Linked DNA regions of Zea mays: region 2 is linked to region 1. The links are chromatin contacts, called in public Hi-C maps. All regions are on one chromosome and are shown on one strand. Each heading gives the region's core, a stretch centred on a gene start, on an enhancer-like site or on the middle of the called end of the contact. The rest is flanking DNA. Distances are from core to core; before and after follow the strand shown.

The links. Hi-C and Micro-C count contacts between places; a contact is called where the count stands out from the background.
Region 2: a contact with region 1 is called in a Hi-C map of bundle sheath, with 2.8 times the contacts expected there. The contact joins the promoter of lox2 here to the promoter of LOC100282317 in region 1. A contact is called at or near these places in 4 of 25 Hi-C or Micro-C datasets (bundle sheath, leaf and leaf mesophyll).

What each region holds. Positions count from the first base shown.
Region 1 is chr3:173,089,689-173,093,285 of Zm-B73-REFERENCE-NAM-5.0, reverse strand. LOC100282317 reads left to right here and starts at 2,089. Exons shown (of 4, transcript NM_001351129.1): 1 at 2,089-2,454; 2 at 3,413-3,471. The coding sequence starts at 2,280.
Region 2 is chr3:173,295,030-173,298,813 of Zm-B73-REFERENCE-NAM-5.0, reverse strand. lox2 (linoleate 9S-lipoxygenase2) reads right to left here and starts at 2,166. Exons shown (of 6, transcript NM_001112503.2): 1 at 1,891-2,166; 2 at 1,327-1,619; 3 at 643-1,213; 4 at 459-544; 5 at 1-374. The coding sequence starts at 2,101.

The sequences.
Region 1 (3,597 bases), core at 840-3,339:
CTTTCCTCCTGTCGGGAGAGCACATCTCATAAAGCGATCCATGTTTAATCACAACTAATACTTTTATACGTGTTGTTTATCTACCGTCGCAACACATGGACAACTAACTAATTAGTGTACGAATTACGGAGGATGGAGCAGGTGAGAGAGACCACGTGCAACGCCCGCAAAGTTTAACCGGACAGAGAGGTTTACGACGAGGATGAGCTGCCTTTATTTTCGTGATAAAGGGAGTACTTAGCAATTAGCACCAACAGTTCCCACCCGTGCTTGGAATGGAACACGCCGTGATGGGGCCAAGCACTATGCCTTTCCGCGCGCAGGAACTTGTCCTCTGGGACCTCTGGTGGGTGTGGCCGTGTGGGCGACGCTGACGGGACGAGAGCACGGGTTAGGACTTCCGCCGTTCAAAGTTCCAACCCGAGGCCGAGTTGGGGCATAGTACAGTAGTCAGCTGTCCACGGACAGGATTCTTCCTGGTCTCCAACGCCCCACTTCAGCAGCCACCAGCTAGATCAACAGCGATGGCTTCGACTTTTTTCTTTTAATCCTCTTCCGCGAGCCAAAGCCAGCTTCTGCCTGCTAGGATAGGGTGTAGGGAAGGAGCACCCGTGTATTGACTTGCTTCCTCGTATTCCAGCCTGCCTGCCTGACGGCCGGCTTTGTCTCGTCACCTTTTTGACGCCCGATCGAGTCACGCTGTTTTCAGGCCTGATCTGCCCCGACGACGCAAGGAGGAAAATTTTTAAAACAAGTAGCCGCTGATGAAGTTGAGAACTTTAGAATTTGTTTTTCCGTCAGAGATGGCAAATCTGACCTGTCCCGCACCGACCGACGCGTGAAAACCGCGAGCTCTCATTCTCTCATCAATCATCATCGATCATGAGACGAGATGCAATCACCGGACACCGACGGCGATATTAATCTATGGTTAGCCGACCCGACGTGATTAAACAAAGCTAGTAGTACAGTGGTGCCAAGGACGGTGTTCAAAACCAGTGGGCTTCCAGCTCTCAAGTCTGAACCCACGCACCTGCACCTGCATCTGCATGGATTACAGCCAGCGGACAGCGTGTGCATCGCAGGAGCAGGAGCAGGAGCCTCTTCGCTGCATCACATGGCAACACGGCGTGCGTGCCCAAGAAGAAGGGCCGAGCCATGTGGACGGTGGTCGGAACATGCCGTGCTCCCAGTTCTGCCTGTGCTTTGTTGCCGCGAGCTGATCAGTGCGACTGACTAGGGATGGCAGTGGGTAAGGTACCCGGTGGACATACGAAGCCATACTCATACCCACTAGAAAAAAATTGACCTATACCTATACCCACTACCTATCGTGGGTACAAAATTACGCCATACACATACCCACCATGGGTAGCGGGTACCCGTCGGGTACTCATACCCATTAACATTACGATAGACATGATTATTTGAATCACAAAAATAAGTACCAGCATAACAAATGTATCGAACCCAACCTAATTTTATCATAGGTTCAACAATATTCAACATTAAATGGCAATATCATGCCTTCAAATCACATAAAACATAGCATTGATTCTATAAAATTGTGGACAAAATCATGCCTTCAAATCTAATTGTTCAATACACAATACTTAATATTTGAATATATTAGCGGGTTCCCCATCGGACAGCGAGTATGGGGCAACAGAGAACATACCTACGCCCACCGTACCCGATGGGCATAACAAATGACCTAATAAAATACTTATGGATATCAAAATCTGTCATATCCATGCTCTAATAGGGTTTTTACCCATCGGGTTTCGGGTACCCATTGCCATCCCTATGACTGACGGACGAGTGGTGATGTTGGCTGGATTTTCGTGATCGATGAGTTCATGATGGCATGGTGTGCTATTGGCGACGAACAATAAACGCACTCAATTTTCTCAGATTTTCACTACACAGATCGTGATGGTCCAGGGCTCCAGGCTTCAGTCAGATTCAGAGTTCAGAATTCAGAATCTATAGAGATACTCTACTAGTCAGTTCCGAGCGGCCGCACTGGACCTGAACAGCGAGCAATGGAAAATTGGGCCGAACCATATCGAGGCCCGACCGTATCTGCATCTTGCATACAGAGAAGGCCCATCTACGCCGCGGACCGCAGGCCGCTTGTTCACGGCTCGAAAGACCAGGGGAAGCCGGAAACCGCACGGCCGGCCTGCCTCTAGTCGTCGTCGTCGTCGTCGTGGTGGTGCTTGCGGCAGCTCCGGAGTCCAGGCAGCACGCTAGTCGGGGGGCGCGGGGGAGGAGATATGGATCGGTCGTATCTCCCCGTGGCGGCGGCGGCCGTCGCCCTGGTCCTCGTGTGCTGCTCCGGCCTCTGCCGCGGCGAGCGGCTCGGGGCGAGGGAGTGCGAGGACCTGGGGTTCACCGGCCTCGCTCTCTGCTCCGACTGCAACGCGCTCTCCGAGTTCGTCAAGGACCAAGGTACGCCCGGATCGTCCCTCCGGCGCGCGACACCACGCACTCGGTGCGCTGCTGCTGAGTGCTGATTGGATTTCCGATCTCAACCGGGAACACGTAGCCGTAGGAGCAGGGAGGGGTCGTTCGGATCCGAAATTCCGAATATGTCAGCTTTCTCATCTCGGATGTGGAATCTGCGAGGAGCGGTTTGACGTTCGCTGCGTATCTTGCAGGCAGGCTTAGAAATCGGATCACTTTAAATGCCAAACCTTCTTATTGAGGGTGGTTACTGTTGAGAGCGATTTTTAGACGACATACCAACCACGACCTAGTTGACGAATCGTATTAAATCACGAGAGAACTTTAGGATTAGCTCACTGAGCATTGATGGATTTCAGATTTCCCCACGATTCTTTTTTTTTGCAGTCCTGATGAGAGGTTCGTTTTTTTTTTCTTTTAATAAAACTTGAAACGGGCAGCGAAATGGATTTCTGGGATTAGTGGAGGCTTTATGAACCTATGTTGATTGGACTAAAAAACTTTAGGTTTTGCTCTTAGCTCAGAAATTGTAGATCAGGTGGTGCTGGTTATGCATTGTCCTCACTATTTGGGTTAGCCCCCTAGTAGCACTCTATACTCTATAGAACTCTGAACTCGTGTTATCCAGATGATGCGAGGCCTTAATCTGCCTTCTATAAAAGCCGAGCAATATTAGTCTTGAAGACAGAGTCAAAGAGCTGAAGCTACCTGCATCAGAATGGACTGGAAACAACCTTATTGTCACCAACTGAACACTTTAATTTGGAGGAATATATTTTGCCAGCTCTGTTTGTTGCTTCTTGCAATATCTTTTGTTCCAGTTGCTACATGACTCCATTAGTCACAGCAAAGAAACTAGGGGTGGACTCATTTCCACATCTGCTATTTATGCGTTATGCCATATGATTGTTTCAAATCTAAACAACACTTTGGTTCTGTGCAGAGCTGGTGGAGGATTGCCATAAATGTTGCACCGAGGATTCAGATGATTCTATCAGCAAGGTATTAACTATGAATCTCCATGAATTGGCATAAGGAAGACTATATCTTTTACCTGCTGTGCCTTTCTTTGTTTTAGGATTTACAGTTCAAGTTTTTATGTTGGTTTATGTCGATACTGAATAGTTA
Region 2 (3,784 bases), core at 917-3,416, 210 kb before region 1:
GCCTTGGCCAGGCGCCACACCCACGCCTCCGCGCCGGCCGTCGGCGGCGCCGGCGTGTACACCGTGCTCTTCGCGGCCGTGATGCCGTCCCGGAGCTCGGGGAGGCTCATCTCGATGGCCACCGGCGCGAGCGTGCCGTCGCCGCGCAGGAACAGGAGCGTCCTGGTGGCGTAGATGAAGTTGTCGTTCAGGCTGTTGACCTCGATCAGGAACGGCATGTAGTGGTCGTGGTGGTCCAGGATGTAGAGCCGGTTGCTGTCCAGCGCCTGCTGCACGGTGAGGCCCTCCAGGCTCCCCGCGATGTGCGCCTCCGTGATGGTGCTCGTCTGGTCGCCGTACTTGCTCGGATCAAGGGTGCTTTTCGGAGGGAACTCCTGTAACCGGCCGGGACAATAATGTTACTGCTTGTATAAGGTCGACATCCAATTGCTCAAGCAAGACTGTACGTCCACGCTCACCGTGAGACGCCTGATGATCAAGGGGTTCACGCCGGCGAGGGTCTCCCTTGCGAACTCCTCGTCACTCATCCAAGCTTTCTTGTCCTCTGCTTGCGGCGCGGGAGCCCAACAGAGGAGTAAGAGACATTTTAATGACGCCAGAAATTAATGATTCACCAGCCAGCGTGAGATTCAATTTATTAACCTTTGATGATTTTGGGCATGGGGAGCTTGAGGACGTAGTCGCCGCCGGCGGGCATGAGGTCCTTGACCATCTGTAGCGGGAACTGCTTGCGGAACTCCTCGAGGGCGGGGATGTCGGGCAGCTTGATACCGCCCTCGTACAGCTGCAGGATGTCCTTGAAGGAGTTGAACTCGATGCCGAGGAGGTAGCCTTCCAGGATGGGCACCAGGCCGTCGACGAACGCCTTGATGGTGTAGCCGTAGAAGTCGGAGTTCTTGATGTGGCCGAAGCGCTCGTCGCGCGGCACGTAGACGTCGCCGTCGGTCAGCGTCAGCCTGCTCTCGCTGTTGGGGTCTGTCTGCGTCGGCTTCCGGCCCGTGCGGCCGCGGCGCGGGTAGGGGTGGTGCTTGGAGCCGCCGAGGACGGGGCGCGGGTTTTTGGCGTCGGGGTTGCCGAGGTCGTTGTAGACGTCGTAGCGGTAGACGCGGTCGTGCTCCTGGTACGGGCCCTGCTGGTCGTCGCCCCTCAGGTTGCGGAGCTCGTCGTCGCGGTAAGGCTTCAGCGCCGCCGGCATCTGGCTGGGGAGGTACGTCTGCGTGTGCGTACGTCGCATAGAAAGGAGAATGCGTGTGTGTTCATGTCAACCGATCGATGGCTCTGCTCCTTGGTTCGCTAATGGACGGAGACGGACGACGGGGTACTCACGTCGTTGGAGAAGAAGACGCGGTTGTAGCGGTACTTGTACTGCGGGTACACCCATGAGTTGGCGACGAAGACGATGGGGCCGTGGCCGGGGACGTCGTCGATGGTGATGGTCTTGAGGAAGAACTCGGAGGCGTGGTTGTTCTTCACGATGATGGCGCCCGGGACGCCGTGCTTCTCCACCTCCCAGTCGAAGGTGACGCGGAACTGGTCCTCGCCGGCCAGAAGCGGCGGCGGGTGCAGCAGCCACTGCTCCAGGCTCGCCTCCTGACCCACCTTCCCGCGGTTCCCGTTGTCTGCACACGCCGGCGCCGGTCAACGTCAGGGTCAGCGTCAATATCATCATTCAGAGCGGCGTGTAAAATGTACTCCTTGCTACTAGTACCTACTACTGCATACTGTACATATTAGTGTAAATAAAAGTAATTATCCGTTCTTAATTTGTCCAGACTCTAGCTAGATCCGCTCGTTGTCTCGATGGGTCATCGTTTTCGTCGCGATGGTTGTCTCAGGGTCAGCACCCGTAGCCGTAGTTCTACTAGTTTTGTTTTTGTCGGTTTCTCTTACTGGGGTCGACGACGGTGGAGCTGACGAGTTGGCAGGTGACGCCGCGGCCGAGGAACTCGCCGAGGCCGTCCATGAGGGAGCCGGCGATGCTGGTGACGTCGAAGCCGAGCACGGTCTTGCGCATGAGCACCAGGTTGCCCTTGAGGTGCGCATTCTTGTTGCTGCCCGTCAGGTCGCCGATGATCGGGATCTTTCCGATGTTTCCGAACATCTTCGGTTCTTGCTGTGGACTGTGGGTATTTGCTGTGTGAGTGAATGAGTGAGTGAGTGAGTGATGGATGAGCGAGCAGGCCAGCTATTTATAGAGCGGGAGACGAACTGCGGCCTCATGAAGAATAAGATGTCGAGGTTGAGCATGATGATTCGAAATAATAAAACAACGTGATACACGTCTCCGTGTGTGCCAACTACAGTGTATTAGTACTAGTACTGGATGTCGCCGCAATTAAGGCTGGACCTAGTGAAAAACAACGTGCGTCACGTCTCCGTGTGTAAACTATAGAGGACTAGTCGACGTTGGCTCAATTAAGTCTGGATCTACTTACCCTAACAATTCGATTTAATCCGCTCTAATCACCCTCAATCCAATTCAAACCGAACAAGGCCTAACGATTGTTAGGTTATCGATCATACTGTAGACTGTCGTTAGTCTTTATCTGCTGCAATTCATAATCTTTATCGTTAGTTTATAATCACATGAGCGCTACATCAACTTTTTTTATATACTTTTATTTAGAATAAAAACATGATGTTTTATTAAGGAAAAATTCATCAAACGCGTCATTAAGCAACTATAAAAATACACAATTAATAAAAATAACAAAATTTTATATGACTCAAACAAATAAGAAGCAATATAATTTGTAAAATAAAATCTAATTTCTATGGTGCAGATCATCGATATACTTCATTAAATTATTTTATACATTGAAGGACACTTGCAAAGATCATCTGTGTTTTGGGGGAAATAGTTGGTGCTTATCGGGGACCATAATTAGGGGTACCCTCAAGGCTCCTCAATCTCAGCTGGTAACCCCCATCAGCACAAAGCTGCAAAGGCCTGATTGGTGCGATTAAGTCAAGGATCGGTCCATTCGAGGGATGCGATCATGCCTCGCCCGAGCCCAGTCTTAAGCAAGGGCAGCCGACCCCGGAGGATCTACGTCTCGCCCTCCAGCAACGGACACACCTTCGGCTCGCCCGAGGCCCAGTCTTCACCAAGAAGCAACCTTGGCCATATCGCCACGCCAACCGACCAAATCGCAGGGGCATTTAATGCAAAGGTGGACTGACACCTTTATCCTGACGCACGCCCTCCAGTCGACAAAGCCGAAGTGACCGCAGTCACTTCGCTGCTCCACTGACCGGTCTGACAAGAGGACGGCGCCGCCTGCTCCGCTCCGACTGCTGAGCTACTCGACAGAGTGAGGCTGACAGCAGCCAAGTCTGGCCTCAGACGTCATAGGAAACTCCGCTTCGCCCGACCCCAGGGCTCGGACACGGGCTCAGCCCCGGAAGACGACGAACTCCGCTTAGCCCGACCCCAGGGCTCGGACACGGGCTCAGCCCCGGAAGACGACGAATTCCGCTCCGCCCGACCCCATTGCTCGGACACGGGCTCAGCCCCGGAAGACGACGAACTCCGCTTCGCCCGACCCCATGGCTCGGACACGGGCTCAGCCCCGGAAGACGACGAACTCCGCTCTGCCCGACCCAAGGGCTTGGACTCGGGCTCAGCCCCGAAGGACGACGAACTCCGCTTCGCCCGACCCCAGGGCTCGGACTCAGCCCCGGCCTCAGCCGACGGTCTCCGCCTTGTCCGACCCGGGGGCCCGGACTCGACCTCGACCTTGGAAGACAGACTCGACCTCGACCTCGGAGGAGCCTCCACCTC